Linked DNA regions of Muntiacus reevesi: region 1 is linked to region 2. Evidence: chromatin contacts called from public Hi-C data. All regions are on one chromosome and are shown on one strand. The core of a region is the stretch at or near the end of the contact, and the rest is flanking DNA. Distances in the headings are between cores, read along the strand shown. Region 1 holds the start of PTPN12 (protein tyrosine phosphatase non-receptor type 12). Region 2 holds the start of RSBN1L (round spermatid basic protein 1 like).

Region 1 (5,015 bases), core at 618-3,117, 140 kb before region 2:
ACCCTACAGTGAGCTATACTGGTGGATGAGTGAACCCAGATCTTAATCTTTCCTCATATCCAGTGAGTCTCAATAATCTGATTAAAATACTCCAGATCCTTGTTTGAAAAGCTCACCTCAGAAATTAAACTATTCCTCTAAGGGGACTCTTTTTTTAAATATAGGACAAAACTGTATCTTTTTATATGCACATACCTGTATACAAATGCACAGGAAGACATTTGGAAGGAAACATCTGGAAGTGGTTCTTTCTGAGAAGAAGAGTAGATTGGTATGTATCAGTTGTATTATTTTAAAAAGAAATATTTTTCTTTAAAACAAATAGGAAATTGGATCTTGCTACTCACACCTGTTTTCTTCAAGTTTATTATTAAATTCCACGGTGCTTCTAAACATTCATCTGGGAAACGGGGCTTGCTACTGATATTTATTTTAACCGAATTGCCTAACCAATTTTATCTGGAAAAAGCATTGTTTGTGGGTATAGTGAAAAAAAGAAAGTGACCTAGAGAAGTTCATGGATCAGGTCTTCCACTTCAGTCACATTATCACGTTTACGCTCCTTAGTGAGAGGTAACATGGTGCGGGTGAGATAAAAATGATCTGAGTTCTAGCTTGGGCTCCGCTACGAATATACTGGGGGACCATGAGCAAACACTTTCATTGTAAAATGGTGAATGAGACTAGGACAGACTTCTTTGATTACTAGAAGACTTACAAAGATGCATTCTATGGTGAAAATTATTATTTTTCAATTATTACTTATATAATTTATATAATAAAATTATTATTATTCAGTTCTGAGTTGCTCCGAATCTAAAGGCAAGAAGACAAATTCTCTCCAATTCAGCAAACATGTGTGGTATGTATTAGGACACACTGTGAATCTCAGGCGCTCATTCACCAGGTTTTAGACTGATTTTCAAAAAAGCAAAAAAGTCCTCTCACTGAAGAAGCGCTTCGTTTCTCTCGGCCGTAGCCATTGCCCAAAGTGCCAAGATCTAATTGCCGTCAACATTAAGATGAAGACGTACCTGCTGCGAACGTGAAGACACTACAGTTCCCAGCATGCCTCTCTTCCCACCGCCGCCCTCTCCCGCCCCTACTCCTGGACTCTTGCCGGCCGGGACTTGCAGTCCCAGCCCACGGCTGGCGAAGGCGCGAAAGCAGTTTAGAAATGTGCTTTTTCCACAAAAAGGCGGTGAGACCGCAGTTTCCAACTCAAGTCCTACTCCAACTGACTAGGGTCTGCCCGGCGGAGTCGAATTCCCTCCAACCACCTCTCTTAAGACCTGCAATCTGCTGTGGCGGAACCACGCCCCGGAAATGAGGTCAAGTCTCCCAGCTGAGGGCTGAAGCGCCTTCCAGCCACTCCTAGCCGGGCTAGAACCGGCGGGGCGGGCTTGGGGGCGTGGCAAGCGGGCGCGGCTCAGCTCGGCGTAGCCCCGGGGATCTAGCCGCGGCGCGGGGCCGCGCGTCTGGGTGGCGGCGGGGGCGCGCCCGTGGAGAGTGGCGGCTGCGGTTGCTAGTCGGGAGGGAGGGAAGGAGGAACCGGGAAGGGGTTGGGGGGGCAGGGCGATCGGAGAGCCGTGTTCCTAAGGCGGTGGCTGCGTCTCCGACGGAGCAGGAGCAGGGCGGGGAAGGAGGATGGAGCAAGCTGGGGGTTGGGGTTGGCGCTAGCCGCTGCGGCTCGGCTACTACTGTGGGAGAGTGGCTGCTCCTGGAAGTTGTAGGGTCGGGAGCCGGGCTGGTGCCGCCGGTGCGGCCGCTGCCTTGGGCGGTAGGGAGGAGCAGGGAGCGTCAGGGGTCGGGAAAGACGGGACGGGTAGGGGGGGCGAGCTGGGGAAGACTGAGCGGGCTCTGCGCCGGGCGGGCGGGCGGCGGGGGGGCCAGCGACCGCAGCCGGGGGGACGCGGGAGGATGGAGCAAGTGGAGATCCTGAGGAAATTCATCCAGAGGGTCCAGGCCATGAAGAGTCCGGACCACAATGGGGAGGACAACTTCGCCCGGGACTTCATGGTGAGTCCCTCCCCTTGCTGTTGCCTCCTCTCACCGGCATCCGAGCCTACTGCCGCCTCGCCCGCCCGGCCCAGCCGCCAGCGCTTTGTGTGCGGCTGTAAGGAGACGGGCGGAGGGGGCGCGCGCCAACCCCAAGGGCCGGGGTGGATTCGGAGGCTGGGAGGTGAGATCGCCCCTCGTCCTCCTTTCCTCTCGTCCTGCGACCGCGGCCCCTTCCACCCGCGTCTTGGACGCGAAGAGAGAGGCCGCTGGCCAAGCCCGCACTCAGCGCCGCCGCCCGCGACCACCTATTGTTTCTCGGGCTGGGAGCGGGAGGCGAATGAGGTGCAGGCCGGTGGGCTCTTCTCATCTCCCCATCCAGTCTGCTCCTCCTGGGAGGGTCGAGGCAGGAAGGAGAGCGGATAGCGCCGGACTGAGGAACGGGGCTGTTAAGGTTGCATTTAACTCGTGGGGTCCCTTTGCTCAAGCTGGTCTCAAAAGAGGGCAAGGTAGGACTTTTTGCTCTTTCTGGGTTCGCAGTATTATCTCCAATGCAAGAGAAAGGATAGTCCATAGGAAATCTCGTGGTATGTTCGATTTCCATTTACTGCCGTCCTGTCTCTTGTCTCTTGAGACCCAGGTTTTAGATGGTGTAGGGGGTCAACGTGATTTGAGGTTGAGGGATAAGTGTGTGTAGAGGCAGGGCGTGGGGGTGGAGGGTGCGTGGTTATCCTGAAGGAAGCCTACTTCAGACTCCCTAGGGGATACTGCCGAAGGCGGAGGGGATGTGACTATCACTTCCTATCCGGGGTGGGGGTGGGGAACTTGGGAACAATAGTCCTGGTGGGGCGGAGGCGACTGTACGGGCTGAAGCCCTGAACTGGGAGATAACCTTAGTAGTCTCCCCACCCCCCTTTCCGACATCCCCCTCCCCCTTCCGCCCTTTGCTTGTACTGGCGGGCTGGAGAGGAGGTTAAAAGTCTTGGTCGTGGAATTGCTCTCGAGCCATCACTACGAGGGGGTCAGAGCCGAAGGCGTGGGACCAGAAGTCGACTTCCTCCGTTGCCACCCCCCCTCCTTTATTTTTCTGCTGGACAATGTTCCCTTTAGGGTTGTTTCTCGGCTTAGGAGGCGGTGGTTGCGGCGCTGCTCCTACGGATATTGCGCAAGACTGGGGCGTTGGAAACCCTGGAGGTCTGGGGAATGGAAAAGGAAGTGGGACTTTGGGAAGTGGTTGCTCCTTAGTCTTGGCGGTGTTTGGAAATGGGAAATAAGCTAGGGAAAATTTTGCTTCTGGGCATAATTCATCTTCTGGAGTAGTCACCTAACTCTGAAATTCTGGATTGTGAAAAGGATACACAGTTAATGTGTATAAAAATGAGTCGCAAACATTGGTAGTTTTTGTTTCAAAGTACAGTTTAATTGTTTACAAGGTGCAGGTGAAATGACTTTTCGCACTGAAATACGAAATACTTTTCACATTTTAAAGAGACTTCAGTCTAGTAAAACTTTAGCGTTAAAATTCTTAACCCTTAACTTCACTCAGTGTCATAACAGTATAGTTGAGCTTTGTGATTCTCGCCTCCCTAAACCAATAATAGGAGTTTGGTTTTGTTAGTATCTTTTGAAAGTGTAAAAAATGTTGATTAAATAATTTATGGCTTATTTTAAACATTTCCTCCTGATACTTAGCCCATGTATTTTTTCCCCCCCAAATTACCCTTTTGTCTGAAAAAGTTAAAGAAGACGTTTCCTTCTTCCTATTGGGAATTTTGAATGTGTTAAGTATCTTTGAAATGATATCACAGTAATTGGACAGAGTCCCCCTTTTATTACTTTCTAGCAAACATAAAAGAAAATACATACTTAGATTTAAAATGTTTAAAACTAGTTTTATAAAGTCTTACTTTGGTTGTGGAAGGAGAGGTGTGTGACCCCTGTCCACTTGGCATGTCGGTCCTCTTGTTCTCTATGGGCACATCCTGTCGGGAAAGGGCATTGTTTGGTGATGCAGGCCGTCAGGACAAGTGCCCAGTCTCTGAACTCCTGTACAGGGGAAGTAGCCTTCGGGTTCATGCTTTGGGGATGAGTCAGGGATTCCTATTGGAGATTTCATTTCTCCAGGACTAAATGAGTTTCCTTTTTCTTCCCTAATACCTAGGGATAGCTAGGTGATTCTGCATTTAAGATTTGATGACTAAGGCTGTTCTTTTCTAGTGCTTGCTTTTTTTATTCTGTGAATTGATAAGCAATAGCTATAATTAAGTCTGCTAGTTGATGCCTCTTTTTCTCTTGACTAGAAAGCTGGAGGAAAACTTTGTCCCTTCTGCCACAAAAAGAAAATATATAGGCTAATAGAGTCTTCTAATAATAAGCTCTTCTGTTATTCTTAAATTCTGACATGGGTTAAAAATGCATTTTTAAATTTTTAGCATTTGAGAACTGAGCCTAAGGGATAATCGAGCTGTTATAACCCTATTCAGTTATAAAGTGATAATGTTCATTGTTTCAAATTTGGAAATTCTAGAACAGTAATTAATTAAGAATGCCTTACTTTTAGGCAAGTGGAATAGGCATTCATACTGTGGTCTCTGCATTATTCTGTTCAGTCTTCTTATAGTCCCATCACCCAGAGGCTATCTTTGTTAATGTCTTTATTGCTTCTCTGTGACCATACTACATGTGCCATTTAATATTCTTAGGGTTTTTTCCAACTTAATATTTAGGTGTTTTTCCTTTGTAAAAATAATTTTAGGTGGCTATGCAATATTTCACCTAGCCACTGTCATATAGCTTAATCATTTTCTTATAGTTGAAAGTTTAGGCCGCTGATTTTCTGCTATTATGTGTCATAATTCTGTGGAGAACTTGAGCATAGAATTTCTTTATTTTGAATTATTGCATATCTTCCAGTGGTGTTGGAAGTACTAGATAAAAGGATATAAATATCTGATATATGTAAATGCATAACTTTTTGAAGTTGTATCACTTTTTACAACTAACAGTAACATATGAGT
Region 2 (5,238 bases), core at 720-3,219:
GCTTGAACATGTTGAGTAAGGTCGGTGAAGATGCTTGGAATGGGAAAAGAATAGGGTAGGTTTGAGGAATCTAGAAGTCTGAGAATTCTAAATGTAAACTTGGCCTTCCAGATTATTATTTATGGAGATTTGTGAAGGTAGTAGAATAGAATATATTTTTAATAGTAATACTTTGATGATTCATAACTTAAATATCTAGACACATGGTCTTTAAGCTCTGTAACCATACTCTTGCTCAGGCTCTAAATTTAGGGTCAGGCCTGATAAGACAGTGTAACAGTATAAAAGATTATAGTGCAAGTAGTAACATATTTAGATGATAGTTCACTTTAGCTGGACCCTTTAAGAGATAAGATTTTCCAGACTTTTGCATGGGTATAAACGGTGTAAATTTCTAGGTGTTATATTAATATATATAAGAGACTCTTTCCTATATCTGGAGACCCTTTCCTATTTCTGGAGGGCCAGTAGTTATTTTAATTGTAGTGATTTCAATGTGATTTTGAAAAGCTTCTTAAATATTGCAGAAGTGTAGAGTGCAGAAGGGATCTTGGTGGTCATATAATAAAATTTACTCACATAATAAATAAACCAGAAGTTCTGACAGAAAACGAGCACCTTGACAGAAATCACAAAGCTAGTCAATACCACATACTTACCAGCCCCATACTTTGTCCACTCTTGAACCAATGTCACTTTTCAGGTTGACTGCCAGTCAGCTCCAAAAGTTTACACATGCTTTTACTGTTTTGCATTTTATAAAGTACAGTAAATACTTTTCATTACTTTAAAAATTCGAGGTACCTCAAAAAAGTCTATAAAGCAATATTAAGTTTTGACTCCAAAATATTCTTAAAACCAACCCCCTTTACCCCTCAAAAATGAACACAAAATTAAGAATTCCAACTTCATAAACTCACAAGAAGTGGTAATTCTGCAAAGTTAATTGTTTTCTACAAAGTCACAGGCAACTTAGGGCACCTTTTGGGACTCAAAATATTCTCTGACTGGTCATCTACTCATTTGACTACTTTTATTTTTATATATCTATTTCTTTGACTTTTTGGTCTCATGTAAGACCTTGGAATAAAATTATAATTGTGCTCTTCACTTTGGTTGAAATTACTGTAACCCATCTCCTCAAATTCTTTATCTTCTAAGCTACAAATGAAAGCACACATTTACAAAACATCACTCAGACTGCTAACTAAACGCTAAAATACAGACACACACACAAAATCTTTTCAAACATCTACAAACATCGCTATTGAATTTTTCTTAGGAGTATCTGAGTTATAATAGTTAACAGAGAAATTTCTCTAGGAGAGTCTTACCTTCAAGCTGAATAGTAATCCGAAAGTTCTAGGTTTGCAGGAAGTTATTTCCCTCAAAGCATTAAAGATGATCTTAGCAAGACAGTAACGCATCTTGTCAGGACACTAAGCGACCTTTAGCCCCTCCCATCAACCGACTGCTGCCTAATAGAAGGAAGGATTTAATTTCCGGCAAAATTTTCTCCTCAGAGCTGAGAATCTGCGAAATTCGGCTTTTTGAGGGGGAAGAAAGAGGAAAGGACCAAAAGGACTCCAGGGGAAAAGGAGGGGAAAGTGGTACAAGACAAAGTCGTCGAGGCAGAGACGAGCGAGACCTGGGTTGGGACTGACTCGGGGTCTGGAGTGAAGGTTCCTCTGAGACATTCACTGGGCCCCCGAGTTCAGGCGGGCGACAACTCGAAGACCCTCCCCTCACAGCTTGCTCCGCCACTAACTACGCCCGGAGGACCTGTGACCTCCAAAACGGGTATGCTAGGCGATTCCCCACACAACTTCGGCTAGAGACTCGCGCTTTTGATTGGTTCTTGGAGACATCTCTCACCGTGGCTCGACCAATGGAGGGCCAGACCGCTCCGCCCCTTCCCCGCCCCCCCAAGGAGAGCCCGCCCCTGCCCCGCGCCCGGGAGCCGAGGAGAGTAAATACAACAGGAGCGCAAAATGGCGGAACCGCCGAGCCTAATGCAAGGCGCCCCCGCTGCCGTCTCGGAGAAAGAATCGTTTGGCAAACTGCAAGCCCCACCCCGGGACCCGCCAGGTCCTCTGTCCGCCAAGAAGATCCGGACTGAGGAGAAGAAGGCGCCGCGTAGACTGAACGGAGAAGGAGCCAGCAGCGGTAACAGCAGGCAGCTGCAGTCTCCCGCCGCACCTTCGTCTCAGAGCTATGGCAGCCCTGGGTCTTGGAGCTTTGCCGCTCTGTCCGCTGCCCCCTCCCCGTCGTCTGCTCGGAGCAATTTCTCTTTCTCCGCTGGCACGGCCGTCCCCTCCTCTGTTTCTGCTTCCTCCCCTCAGCCGGTGCCGCGCAAACTGCTGGTGCCTCCTACGCTGCTGCACGCTCAGCCTCACCATCTCCTGCTGCCCGCCGCCGCCGCCTCGGCCAGCGCCAAGCCGCGCAGACCCAAGGAGAAGCGAGAGAAGGAAAGAAGGAGGCACGGTCTCGGCGGGGCGGGCGAAGCTGGCGGGGCCTCCCGCGAGGAGAACGGGGAGATGAAGCCGCTGCCGCGAGGTGGGTGCCGAAGCCGCAGGGGGAGGGGAGGGCGCCCGGGGTCCCAGGCACAAGCTCGCGCCCGCGGGCCGCGGGCTGGGGGCGTGCGGGGGCCGCGTGCGCCGGCCCGGAGCGGGCGGGAGGCTTCCCGTTCACTGCAGGCGATTTTGCGGTCCCCGTGGGGACAGGAAATGGAGCCTGTAATTTCGGTCGCAGAGTGGGGAATGGCCGAAACTCATTTTCTGTATCGTTTCTGCCTCCTAGTTAATGCGCGGCAGGGTTTGTAGAATTCGATCTAGAGGACCCGCCTGGGTGTGTTTGGCAATGGAGGGAGATTTGAGGGAACGGGATCGGGAAAGGTTTGGTCTTGTAAAAGATGTGCTTGATTATCAGACCGTTTAGACGTGGTCACGAATTTATATTTGTGACACTGGCTCCAACGCCAGAAAATCCTATCAAGAAAAGGGGTGTGGACAGCATTGGCGTCAGCTGGAAGCTACCAGAGGCCTGAGCTTTTCATCCCTATTAGGGAAGTGAGGTAGTGTGCAGGGCCCGGAGTGTGCTGTTTCATAAGGTACCCTCCCTCCACACTCCTCTCCCTTAAGTATTTTGAGTGGTCCTGTTTGAAATACCACCCTTCAAAAAGAATTTTCAGCCATATATATTTTTTTTTCTTTCTTGCAGCAAATGATAAAATCAGGAACATTGACTTTTTTTTTGGCCTGACCAAATACTTGGCTGCAGAATGTTTTAGCATCAGAGTATGGCAAATTCTTTACTCTTTATTTTTTTAAATTTATTTTTAACTGGAGGATGATTGCTTTACACTCTTGTGAGAAAGGCAAATTCTTAAGCACTCTTTGCAGATAGGACTACACGGTCTTCTTTTTAAAATGTAGGCTAAGCATATATAATTTTCAGAAAGTATTTTTGTAAAATAGGTAGCCCTATTTAGCCATTTCATGCACAATGTTTTGAGAGTGATACACGTGGAGACTGGTTGAAAATTAGATTTTTATGTGATCAAAAGCTGAAAGCACGTAATGATCTTTATTATAAATGTACATTGATACAGGATGTTGTCACAGTATGTTTTAGGAAAAAATGAAATGTCAAGCAGTTTTAGCATTACTGATCTACTGGTACCTTAGATCGTGAAAAATTATGTATTTTTTCGCAGTTTTAAAAAATGCTGCACATGAGTGTGTAACAACAGCGTTACTTCGATGGTCTGCCTGTAGCAATTTTTGATATCTAAGCATAGCCATCAGGTACTCTGGCACAAGGTAAAGGATCTCACTGCTTTGGAGAGTGTTGTTTCTAGAAAAGTGGTTTTGAGGATGGGATTTATGCTACGTTTAGCCTGAGATTTCAGGTGATTTTTGTTTTAAAGCAATTTTGTTCAAATAATTACATTTAAAAGTTGAAAGTGCCTAGAAGTCCGCATTTACAGCTCAATATTAGTCTTACTTGTGATGTGTAAACGGTGTATTTGCACTTCTAAGTTCTTTGAGGAAGTGAATATGGATATAGCTTTGTCAGTGTATTGGAATGGCTGAAAATAAATAGGCATTCTTTAACAATTCTAACTCAAAAAATGGAGCACATAAGTCACTTTTAAAGTGAAATGGCAAAAAAAATAAAAAGTGAAATGGCTGTTAAAGAAAAAGTTTTCTAATTTTAAATTGCATGTAGAGTCCTCTGTTTGAAGGCAACAGCTTACATTATTAAGCCTGAGTGTAAGTAATGATAGCTTTTATATTAACATGTTTTTCCATGATTGATAGGTTTTGTGAGTAGTGACTAGATAGTAACGCTGTGGTAAAATTTTCTTCTCTTTCTTGAATGGAAATGCTACTTTTATAGAGAAAAAACTAAAAGTCAGTGAGGAGGACTGCTTGCAGTGTCTTGATGGTAAATTTCATGGTGAAAATCTGATCGAGCCCCCAAACTCCATTAAACAATTAAGCGCCTGTATTTATTAGTAGAATTTTTTTAAATAAGTTTTCAGTCAGAACTGCTGCATTTTTACATTGGCTACCTTTCCAGCAGAAGTTATTTGGATTAAATGAAAGTGTGTATGTGAAAAGTAGGGCATTTAGTGAATGTTGCTTGAGTCAGAAGCATGATTTTTTTTTTAAACCCCTTATAAAAGATGGGTCAGTCCAGATTGAGGACAGATCCGTTGACTGCATATCTGAAAGTTAAAAGTGATGGACAGGGGGATTATAAAAACTTAGCAGTCTAGGTTCATTAAGTATAAGGACTGATGCCTTACACACCTAAAGCCTCTGAGGCCATCTTGTCATAGTGCTGGAGCTGACTTGCATGATAACCTGAGTCATCAAGTAAAAGTTAAAGTTCTTTCTTATAAAAAGAAAAAGTGGAAAATATCTTAGATTTTTAAAACTATGAATAACCAAGTTCTGCTGTATAAAGAGGTAATCTACTAAAGAGTTCACACCCCATTTTCCTGTAAGAATGAATTATTAACTGTTAAGTGTAGAAGATAAAGGTAAATATTTGCTGGTGTCCACTATTTAACTTATAGCAAAAAATAGAACAGACACATTACTAGATAGTAAGCTGCCTTAACTGCATCCAGTAACCAATAAAACTTGTATCGATTTTCTGATTTTTGTTAGCATTTTTGTTTTGCCTTTATTAACTTACTTCCTTAGAATGACCCTGCAAAGGATCCCA

What was found. Hi-C and Micro-C count contacts between places; a contact is called where the count stands out from the background.
Region 1: a contact with region 2 is called in a Hi-C map of muscle, with 5 times the contacts expected there. The contact joins the promoter of PTPN12 here to the promoter of RSBN1L in region 2. A contact is called at or near these places in 2 of 3 Hi-C or Micro-C datasets (blood and muscle).

What each region holds. Positions count from the first base shown.
Region 1 is chr6:41,394,417-41,399,431 of mMunRee1.1, reverse strand. PTPN12 (protein tyrosine phosphatase non-receptor type 12) reads left to right here and starts at 1,867. Exons shown (of 18, transcript XM_065938595.1): 1 at 1,867-2,019. The coding sequence starts at 1,921.
Region 2 is chr6:41,258,355-41,263,592 of mMunRee1.1, reverse strand. RSBN1L (round spermatid basic protein 1 like) reads left to right here and starts at 1,969. Exons shown (of 8, transcript XM_065938959.1): 1 at 1,969-2,556. The coding sequence starts at 1,992.